Regions from separate parts of the Sus scrofa genome. Here region 2 is linked to region 1. A link is a contact called in public promoter capture Hi-C data. All regions are on one chromosome and are shown on one strand. The core of a region is the stretch at or near the end of the contact, and the rest is flanking DNA. Distances in the headings are between cores, read along the strand shown.

Region 1 (5,343 bases), core at 913-3,412:
ACAGGAAGCCAAGTGAGAATGATGTGACCAAAGTCATAAAATTACTCATGAATTTTTTGCATTGGTTTACAAAGTGGTTCATAGTCTCACCACGATGCTGTAAAGCGGGCAGATTTGGTGGTATTAAATGTGTAGTTTCTTTCCCTGTTTACAAGATGACGAAATAAAGGCTCGGAAAGGTTTATTAATTTTCGGAAGATTTGCTCCTGAGGTTTGCTGAGTTTATACTCTTGACTCGTGGCTCATCAAATAATTGAGATTTTGGTCAAAAAAATGTTTAAGACATTTTGCCTACCGACTGCCTGATTGCTTCCCTACTAAAAATTCTAAAATGTTTGTTAGGGGCATTTTTCCTGAAGTAATTAAGACAGAAAACGGCTTCCTGAGGGGTTGCCTCTTTGCGTTCTTAGAGCAGAAGAGAAGGAAGGTGTGGAGGGTGGGGGTGTCCAGAAGCTGAGTGTGTCTGTCGTCGTCCCCCCCCCCCCCCGCCCCCCGAGCTGGGGGAGCCGCTTCTGCTCGCGCCGCTTGCATCCCCTCCCTGGCTCTGCTGAGTCATTGCCCGGTATTCAGCTTCAGTAACCTGTGAATGAATGAGATGAGAAGAATGGGGACAGGAGTGATGAAACGCCAGGTGAAAATGTATGAGCTGAAATCCAGGATAGATAGTGCTGAGAGTGGTCATCTAAACTTCATGCTTTTTTGTCACCTCACCTTTCGTGGAGATAATGCGGATGCTGCCTGCTACTCTTGTGCGGTGAACATTGTGATATAATGATCGTGTTCGGGCACGTTTTCTAATCATTTCTTAATCTTTAGTCTTTCTACCTTGAAAGACAGAATCAAATCACTGGGTGGGTTTTATGGAGATGTACTTAGGAGGGGAAAAAAAAAAAAAGACTGCCCTGGTGACGCCTTAAAAATAGGCAGAGGAGCTGAGATTCTCGAAGGGATGTGAAACAGGCTTACTTTTTATTTTTTAACGCTTAAAATATTTTGAGTTGGATTTAGTTAGGGATTGTGGCCAGATTGCAGGTAATTTGGTAGAAGGGTGTGTGTACAGATACAAAGCCATTTCCACCAGAGCTTTGACAATTAATTCCCTGTATTTATAGTTCTGTGTTCTTGGTAACTGTTATTTGAGTTCTAAAGGTATTTCCATTTTGGCTTTTTTTGAGAGAACTTCCATCCTATTGATAATTCTTTCCCTGGTAACCATCAGGACTCATAAGCTAGAGACAGAGAGAACTGTTTCTATTCCTGTTTAGCACTTGTTGTCATTGTGGATGAATTGATCTGGACCTTCGAAGTCCTGGGCGTGGGAAGGTTGTGTGTGCCAATTGGTACTCTCTTCCCCCTGACAAAATCAGTTTCCAAATGCGCTGCAAGGTGGAGAGGAGCGGGCCTCCGAAGACTTAAATAAATGTGTGCTTCCTCGAGAGTCTGCTAAGAAAAACAGGAATATAATCTGCTGCCCTGACCTCTCAAGAGATTAGATATTCAGGGTCATGACAAAGCTGCTTATGTGGGAATATACAGCGCACCTTCCTACGTTCACAGACTCTCCACCCCAAGCAGCGTCTCAGCACGAATCCAGAGTAGAACGAAACTGGGCTTCACTGGGGTCAGAGTTGATAAATATAAAATCAAGAGCAGCTCTCTGCTTCAGACATGTGTTGTTACTAAGTATGTTTTTTAAAAAACGAGTTTTTTTTAAAAAAAGTGTATCTATGTAAAACATTTGACTGGGGGGGGCAGTGGGTAGGTGGTAGAGCTTTTAGAGTAAGTATGAGGGGACCCCCATCCTCATAGAGAACCTTGATAAAAGCCAATGCAGTTCCTTAAGCAACTTATCTTCCTTTTATTTTATATAAAACCTCTATAGAAGGTCTTGCAAAGAGTACACGGGGAGGGGCTGCGGGATTAAAGTGGGGAGAAGATTACATATGAAAAGAATACTTTTTCCTTAGAATGGTGAGTGAATAAGGCGATCGCCCTGTCAGGCAGGGCGTACTTACATTCTTCTTGGTAAATTTCCTGCCCTGGTTGACATGGAAGACAAGGTAGTCACCACGCAGTACAGAATTTTACCAGTTTGGGGCTTGTAGACGCATGTACACTGTCACCCGACTGCTTACCTCAGGGGTCTCTGATTTTCCTGCAGGATGAGGGAGTGGTGGGTCCAGGTGGGGCTCCTGGCTGTGCCCCTGCTGGCAGCCTATCTGCACATCCCGCCCCCCCAGCTTTCCCCCGCTCTTCACTCATGGAAATCATCAGGCAAATTTTTTACTTACAAGGGACTGCGCATCTTCTATCAAGGTAAGAACACTCTGTGCGTAAAGGGCCCCGGGTCCCACTGAGCTACTTATTTTGCGTCCATTGGTCTCTGTTGCCCCTCAGGGATGGAGGGAAAACCCCCTTTTTCTGTGCAGCATCCATTTGAAGGAATGGACTAATCCCCCTCTTTGGCTTGATGGCAAAGAAACTCCAAGAAAATGCTGGCAGGGTGAGGGTGGTGGAATTGAGATTCCAGTCTCCATATACTGGCTTGTTAGTATAATTTTTCTTTGTAGCCGGTCTTGAATTGATAGCTAGTGCTGGCTTTCTTTTTTTGAGCGCCCCTAGTGTTGGGTAATATAAACCATTGCTTCTGTCCACCACCGCCCCCGCCCCCCCATCCCTGACTGCATTTTATTTTCTTTATAACTTATTTGATATATGGATAGCTAAATATGATTTGAAGTCTTAGACCTTTGTATAATTAATTTGCTAATAATTACTGTTATGACTGCTACTTATCTATTACCTTATGCTTGGCATTGAATTATATTTTCAATCTTCATTATTTCATTTAATCTTTACAACAGTTTTTGGAGGTAGGTGCTATTCACCTCATTTTATAGGTAAAGAAACTGAGAAACGAGCTTGGAAAAGATTTCTTTTGGGCGGGGGTCAAGAGCAATAACGAAAAATGTTTGTCATAAACCGTTTTTCATTATTGCTCCTGACCTCCTCTCATTTGCTGTATTCAATTAAAAGTAAGTATACAATTTTCTTTCATGTTGGTTACTTAGGTTGTTTCCAGTTTTTTTTTTAATGTTTTAAATAGTGTTTATAGGAAATCTTCAATATGTGTTGGTTTTTTCCCTCATTTTTTTCAAACTGTACTAATTGTAAATGAAATGATTTATTTGCATGGATTCTTGAGACTAAGACTCCTAGGCTAAAGTATATAAATTTTTACATTGCTTCTAACAAAATTATTTTTCTAAGCCTTTCTTATGCCACTGGCAGTGTACGAATCTATCAGTTTTAATTTAATACTATTAGCAAGGCTATTTACTGTTTAAATGTTTGACTAATTTAAAAGATGTTTACACATGCAAAATATTCATGTTTATGTTGATTAACCCTTTTTATAACTGTTAGACTTTTGTCATAGTTGAACATTATGCTTTTAATATTTGATTTGAGTCTCCTCTGTGGGACAAATGGCATAAACTGAGGTGCACACCGGGCTGAGGAAGAGTAACTATATTTTAGAGAATTTTTGTGATGATATTAAAAATAAGGTACAAAGAATCTGTAGTATCTAAGTTTCGACAGTATACTTGAAACTGTCAAACTTCATTGTGGAAAAACAATTTGCATATTAATGGTACAGAATAAGGGGAGAAGTGGGAAAATAGTTAGAAATCTGGGTTAAAGTAAGCAGTCTGCCTTCAAGTATTTTCGTATAAGGTGTGCTATTTAAATTTAAAAAAACTGAAGTACAGTTTATTTACATTATTTTAGTTTCAGGTGTAGAACATTAGTCGATATTTTTATAGATTATACTCCATCTAAAGTTATTATAAAATATCAGCTATATTTATAATGTTTAAATATGTAGAATAAAAGAAAATAAAGCATCAAGTGCCTGTTCTTACCTAAAACAATAAGATTGCATTTGAAAAAGAAATGTATTAATTTCCTTAATTTGGTGAGGGTTTATTGTCCTTTATATCAGATTACTTAGACTTTCATATCCTAAGGTTATTTTCATAGAGACTTGGCCTAACTGATCTGTTCCTTCTTCCCAGACTCTGTGGGTGTGGTGGGAAGTCCGGAGATAGTCGTGCTTTTACACGGCTTTCCAACGTCCAGCTATGATTGGTACAAGGTAATGAAATCAGACTTCTAGGTCCTACTATACCTTTAAAAATCCAGAATCAAGGATTTTGTTGTCAGCACTGGAAAGCTCTTGCATATTTGAATTGCTTAATAAAATTGGATTAAATGTAGAACTGTTTCTCATTTACCGTAAGGGAGTAAAAAAAATCTTTGGCAATCTGAGAGGGATCATTGCCAAGTTAAAAAATGCTGGAGTTCCTCCTTCAATGGAGATTAATTATTAGGAATAAAGCACTTTCCAAGAGGATCATCTGTGGGCTTGTGGTGGTTTCATGAGATTTTTTTCCTTTATCAAAATCTGTTTGTTAAACTGAGATAGGTTAAGCTGCTGTAGATTGGAGAAGACGAGGAGCAGGATTAGAAAGACCAAACCATCCCTTTCTTTCTTGTAGATCTGGGAAGGTCTGACCCTTAGGTTTCATCGAGTGATTGCCCTCGATTTCCTAGGCTTCGGCTTCAGTGACAAACCGGTAAGCGGTGTGGAAATGGGAAAGTGTTGGAGGGGGGCTCAGGTTGGCAGCCGACCGGCCCCCGTGACTTCATCCTGTGTATCTGGGCTCTCCTTCCCTAGAGGCCGCATCACTATTCCATATTCGAGCAGGCCAGCATCGTGGAGGCGCTTCTTCGGCATCTGGGGCTCCAGAACCGCAGGATCAACCTGTTGTCTCACGACTACGGCGATATCGTTGCTCAGGAGCTGCTCTATAGGTCAGTGAAGCCATGAGTTCTGTGCAGCTCACAGGCGTCACTCATTTAAGAAGGGAGAAGTGCATCGTTCTGGGTTCTTTCTGGCCTTTTTCCCTCTTGGGCTTTTATCTGCAGCTGCTGCATTGGTGTGAGTCCACTCAGTTCGCTGTGTCTCCTCCCCCTTCTCCAGGTTCAAGCAGAATCGATCTGGTCGGCTTACCATCAAGAGTCTCTGTCTGTCAAATGGAGGTAATTGCCTTGGAGGTGGGTGGGAAGCGAGACGTAGCCTAGAAGGGCTGCATGTAGCTATGGCAGTGCCGTCTAAGCGGCCATCTACTGGGACTGCAGACAGACCCAGACATGCAGCAGAGTTTTAGCTCTTGTCCGTGAACCACTTTGGAGGTCTGATGGGATTTACTGATCCATTCTCAGAGTAATGTTTTTAAATAGAGAAAATAAGATTATAAAGGAAACCGATTATATTGA
Region 2 (5,281 bases), core at 488-2,987, 270 kb before region 1:
GATTAAGCTGGGTGGCTAATTGTAGGATGCAGAGTATTGGATAATGTGTCCATACACCACCAGCAATGACAAAGCATTTCTCACACCTCTATGCTAAAAAAAAAAAAAAAAAAAAAAAAAAAAAAATTAAGTGTTCTGATCCGATGTAAATTCTTAAATATCCTTGTAATGAGGGTGCAACAAGAAAAGCCAAAATGTGTTTTTGTTAAAAGTTGGTGGTTTTGAGGTTTTTTTTTTAAACCCCCAAACTTTTACTTTTCTTGCATATTATTTAGAAGAACTAATTCTGAGGAAAAGTTTCATCAGGGAGTTCAGTTTGGTTTTATTGAAGAAATACAAACGCCTACTGTGTGCCGCTGAACCACACGCGGGAATGTAAAAGTAAAAGCTTCGGTGGTTACTCACTGAAGAAGCTCAGCCTGGCGGGGAGGACATGTGCACTAAGAAAGGCAGGTGAGGTGGGGCGCGGTGAACCCCAAGGAGACGTGAGGGGCCCAGCCCTGAATCCAAGAGAACTTCCTGAAGGAGACAAAGCGGGCCTAAAGCAGACGGGCAACGTCCGGGAACTTACTCTTGGCGATGCAGAGAAGTATGCTTCTAATAAAAACATCACTCTCTGTCATAATAAGCTAGTAGATTGTTGCATCATATAGGTCCCAACTGCCAAAATTTTTCCTGAAATGCTCCTAAGTAAGCTCCAATAAAAGAAAAAGAAGTTTCCTCCTGGTACAGCATATTAACGAAAATCTGCAGGTATGCTATGCTCTTAAAGATCTTAAAACCGATTTTTAAGTGGATTTCTAAAAATAATTTTTAGAGTATCTTAGCAACAATGATGTTTTGCTCTAGTTGTAAAGATGAGCTAACTTGAAAATTGTTACAGTACCGTGAAAATTAGAATACCAGGTTCCTCCCCAACCCATGTTGGCTCTTCCCTAAGAAGAAATTGTATGTATTTGATGTAATTCGCAACAGACACATCTCTGTTCTATGCATTTATTCAAGGCTTAAAAAGGAACACTGCCTAAATTAGATATATTGTTGACATTCTGTATTAGTTTACTAGGGTTGCCATAGCAAAATACCACAGACTGGATGCCTTAAACAACAGAAATTAATTTTTTCACAGTTGTGAAGTTTGGAAGTCTAAGATCAAGGTGCCAGCAGGATTGGTTTCTCCTGAGCCTTGTCTCTTTGGCTTGCAAATGACCTCCTTCATTCTGTGTCCTCACATGGCACCTCCCTGATGTCTCTTTCTCTTCTCATAAGGACACTAGTCCTATTGGATTAGGGCCCCATCCTTATCAGTTCATTTAACCTTCATTACCTCTTTAAGGCCCCATCTCCAGCTATTGTCAAATGGGTCTTTGTGCTTCAATATATACATTTTGTGGAACACAATTTGGTCTATAACACTTTGGAACTGTCTGTGTTAATTTACACTGATTATATCAAAGAATAAATGAATGGATATCTCAGAGACTTAGATTTTATAGACATTGAAATACTGTATTTAAAGAAAATACAGTATATAAAAGGACAAAAAAAAGACTAAGTCAGAATGTGCCATATTGAGGTATGAGGAAGGTACCTTAAACATTCATAGAAGTAATTTAGATAAATCTTCCCAAAACATAGAAATCTAAGAAATGTTTGTCAGCTCCCGTCTCAGTTACTGAAGTGTATGTCATAATAGGTTGCCAAGGAAGTTGTCATACACATGGAGTGAAGTACTTCTCAGTCATCTTCATCCCTTTGAGCATGTTTTATTTTCAAAGCAACAAGACATCATGGGAGATCTTTTTTCTTTATTTTGGGAGGTGGACCCTCCCCCCATACCTATAAGTTTTACTATTCCAAATCAGGATTATGAATGCCGGAAGGATGACTCTTGTGGGGCAATAGGGAACTTCCTGCTTTGGTATTTTGTCATTATATTGGTCCTGATGTTCTTCTCTCGGGCTTCTCTCTGGGTAGGATATCCTTTTTCATTTAAATAATATGTTTAGGAGTTTCCGTCGTGGCTCAGTGGTTAACGAATCTGACTAGGAACCATGAGGTTGCAGGTTTGATCCTTGGTCTTGCTCAGTGGGTTAAGGATCCGGCGTTGCCGTGAACTGTGGTGTAGGTCGCAGACGCGGCTCGGATCCCACGTTGCTGTGGCTCTGGCATAGGCTGGCAGCTACAGCTCCGATTAGACCCCTAGCCTGGGAACCTCCATATGCTGTGGGAGTGGCCCAAGAAATGGCAAAAAGACACACACACACACACACACACTCTCTCAAGAAGTAAATAATGTGTTTATACTAAGGGATATTCCATGAAATAAATTCACTTTACTTGGAAGAAACTACTTTTGAAAAGTTTGTTTCCTAGTTTTAAAAATAATGCAGTTACAGTCTAAGGAATCCAAGAATGCAGAAAAGGATGAAGAAGAAAATTTAGACTACTGTAATTCTATTTCCTAGAGATAAATGCTGTTAACATTTGGAATATGTTCTTCTGTTTTTTTTTTTTCTTTTTCTGTATTACAGTCTATCTCTCTAGAGATGTCTCTATCTTTGATCTTAGGTGATTGGCATTATATTGTATATATATATTTTTGGATGGTTATTATTTTTTTTTGGTTCCTCTTTTTTTAAAAAAATATTGGGGTGTAGTTGATTTACAGTATTCACTTAAGATTTACAGCAAATATTGTACATATTTTAATGTCTCGCTTTTTTAAGCTTAATATTATATTGTAATATTTCTTCAAATTATATTCACACAACAGCACTCTTAATGATGGTATAGTTTTGTCTTGCGGTTGCAACATAACAAATCTGCAATTTGGAAACCTTTTAGGTTGTTTGCAGTTTGCCCATATGCTGTGTAATGGTGGGGTAAACTTCCTACTGGTTAATGACCTCCAAATTCCTTTTGTAGCCATCAAATTCTAATCAAGATACAGAATTGTTGTATTTATAAGGATACAAGTTGTAGGATTTGGGGTTTTTAGAATGAGGCGATACATTCTCTGCGTAGAATAAGAAACAGAACTAAACAGAGCTAAAGTTACCACTCTAGACCACCTACTGGCAGAAGAAAATGCTATCCTCAAAGGAATGAGATAGCCCACTTAATGAGGGCTGTGATGCTCCAACATATTACAAGTAACCAAGATCTTATAAACTGCTGACATGGAATCCTTGCTGGCTATTAATACCAGGCTGATGATTAATAAAACCACTGCCACTTAGCATTACATCCAGAGCACTGGGCTGGCAACGGTCAGCTAGGCTGAGTGCTGTATCAGCTCTGGATGGAGAGAAGGAGGTGTGTTATGTCTTTGCCAGCTGGATTCCATTATAATAATCAAGACTCTTCCCCTCATCACCTCCTCCCCCTAAGAAGTTTCATCTAAAGTCTAAATATTTAAGGTAGATGTATTGCCAAAAGGCTATTTAGAATAGTGATAGTATACCCGTCTTAGACTCCCTAGCTAAGTACATTGAATTTGTCTAGCCTGGCAAGAAAATCTACTTTAGAAAATTAACAAAAAAATTGAAATTGATTCTTGGCAATTTCATCATGAAGACCACTAAAAAGTCTAAGCTATTTCTCTGCTCCCTTGCTTGCATCAGCTCTTCAGAGTCATAGAACCTTGAGCTTCAAGGACCTTAAAGAGCATATGGACTGGCCTATCTGTAGGCGAGTAAGATAGCAGTATTCCCCCTCTCCATCCCCCCGTTTTTTTGCTGATAAAGCCCAAAGAAATTAAGTGACTTGTCCAATATCACGTGAATGGTTATGACAGAGAGAATAGATCCAGGTTTCCTGACACAATCAATTGTTTGCTTCACAGTGTAGTTGAAATGTTGAATTATATCTATTCAGTGCTGATTAAAACCTTAATTATCTTAGAGGTTTCGCCTTTCACTTTGTACCCTTATGGCAGCTATAATCTACTCAACTGCTTCTTCTGAAAGGTCCCAGATTTGAAATCTGAGAACCACATGAGAGCTAGTCAAAAAGAATGGAATTTTTCCTTTACTTTGAACTTCATTTTCTCTGCTAAACTATGAGCTTCTATTTACAAACCTTGAAGTAATGGTGAAAGTGTGATGGAAATGTGGTGGTAATTATCCTCAAACATGAAGCACACTGATCTCTGGATTTGCCACTTTTTAAGATGCCTTTGCCCTTTTGCTTTCAGAGAAAAATATATTTGCTATATTTAGTTTATGTGTTTGCTTAGTATTTATTCAGACTGCAAGGGCTGGAATTTTTTCAAACAATACCAGTCCAAGCTCCATTTTTTCATATATGGAAACTGAGTTTAGGAGGTGTTAAGTGGCTTGGTAAAATCACGAAGTTGCTTAGTGGCAGAAAGGCAGAGCCATAGCCAAGATCTCTCCTACCCTGCCCTTCAGAGCAGGCAGTACTGCTGTTTTCATTCAACTGAGTCACACACAAAGACAGTTAATAAAATGCTTTTGGGAACCACAGTTCATATGATTCCACTTAACTTGATGTAAAATCTTTCTTTTGATTTGTGATTATATTTTGATTTGACATCAAGTCAAATATGGAAGCTTTCTATGAAAAATAAATAAACCTAATAAGTGTTTTAAGATACTTCTCCCCCTCAATTACAAAAGTACCCCTTATAGAAAATGTGGACATTATAGGAAAGCAGAAAAAATAAAATAAAAACCACTCCAAATTATGTAGGAAAAAAACCTACTATTCACTTTTTAGGTTTATAAACTTCTAATCTTTTAAAAATCATTGCTATACATATTAAATTTAAAATAAGGTGCCCCAAAAGACAGTTTAAAAAAGTTATCTTGGAAGAGGATCCCACTCTTAAAGTTTTCAGAGAACGATTTCAGGAACCTAAAAAGCAAAGAAATCCAGAGTTAAAGAAACTTGCCTATCAGTGTGGAGATCAGTTATTAAGAAAGGAGTGGGCCAGAGATCTTAGATTGCAGTTATGAATACCCATGTATGGTACTTTTCAACCCAAAGGCAGTTAGACTTTCTACATAAATTCATTTGATAATTTGAAGAATTAGAAGGGAAAAAAAATCAGTTTCATCACTCAAAGCCAACTATTGCTGACACTGTGTACATTCCTTAGTCTTTTTTTCTTTTCATATTTTTAGCTAACTTTGATCATATTGCATATACAAATTTCCATCTTGACTGTTAATATTATAGCATTTATTTTCCTCATCTTGTGACATACTTTATAATAATTTTTACAACATATATTTTGTGTTTGTACCATTATTTA

The links. Promoter capture Hi-C pulls out the DNA fragments that hold promoters and counts their contacts.
Region 2: a promoter capture Hi-C map of fetal skeletal muscle shows a contact between it and region 1, with 7 times the contacts expected there. The contact joins the promoter of SSMEM1 here to the promoter of MEST in region 1. A contact is called at or near these places in 2 of 5 promoter capture datasets (fetal liver and fetal skeletal muscle), 3 of 47 Hi-C or Micro-C datasets (embryonic fibroblasts, epiblast stem cells and heart right ventricle) and 1 of 2 datasets of contacts at active chromatin or transcription factors (skeletal muscle).

What each region holds. Positions count from the first base shown.
Region 1 is chr18:18,339,252-18,344,594 of Sscrofa11.1, reverse strand. MEST (mesoderm specific transcript) reads left to right here and starts at 2,162. Exons shown (of 11, transcript NM_001128471.1): 1 at 2,162-2,316; 2 at 4,080-4,159; 3 at 4,563-4,640; 4 at 4,742-4,878; 5 at 5,048-5,106. The coding sequence starts at 2,163. MIR335 (microRNA 335) reads left to right here and starts at 2,936; the gene lies at 2,936-3,015.
Region 2 is chr18:18,609,741-18,615,021 of Sscrofa11.1, reverse strand. SSMEM1 (serine-rich single-pass membrane protein 1) reads left to right here and starts at 1,737. Exons shown (of 3, transcript XM_003484018.4): 1 at 1,737-1,973. The coding sequence starts at 1,791.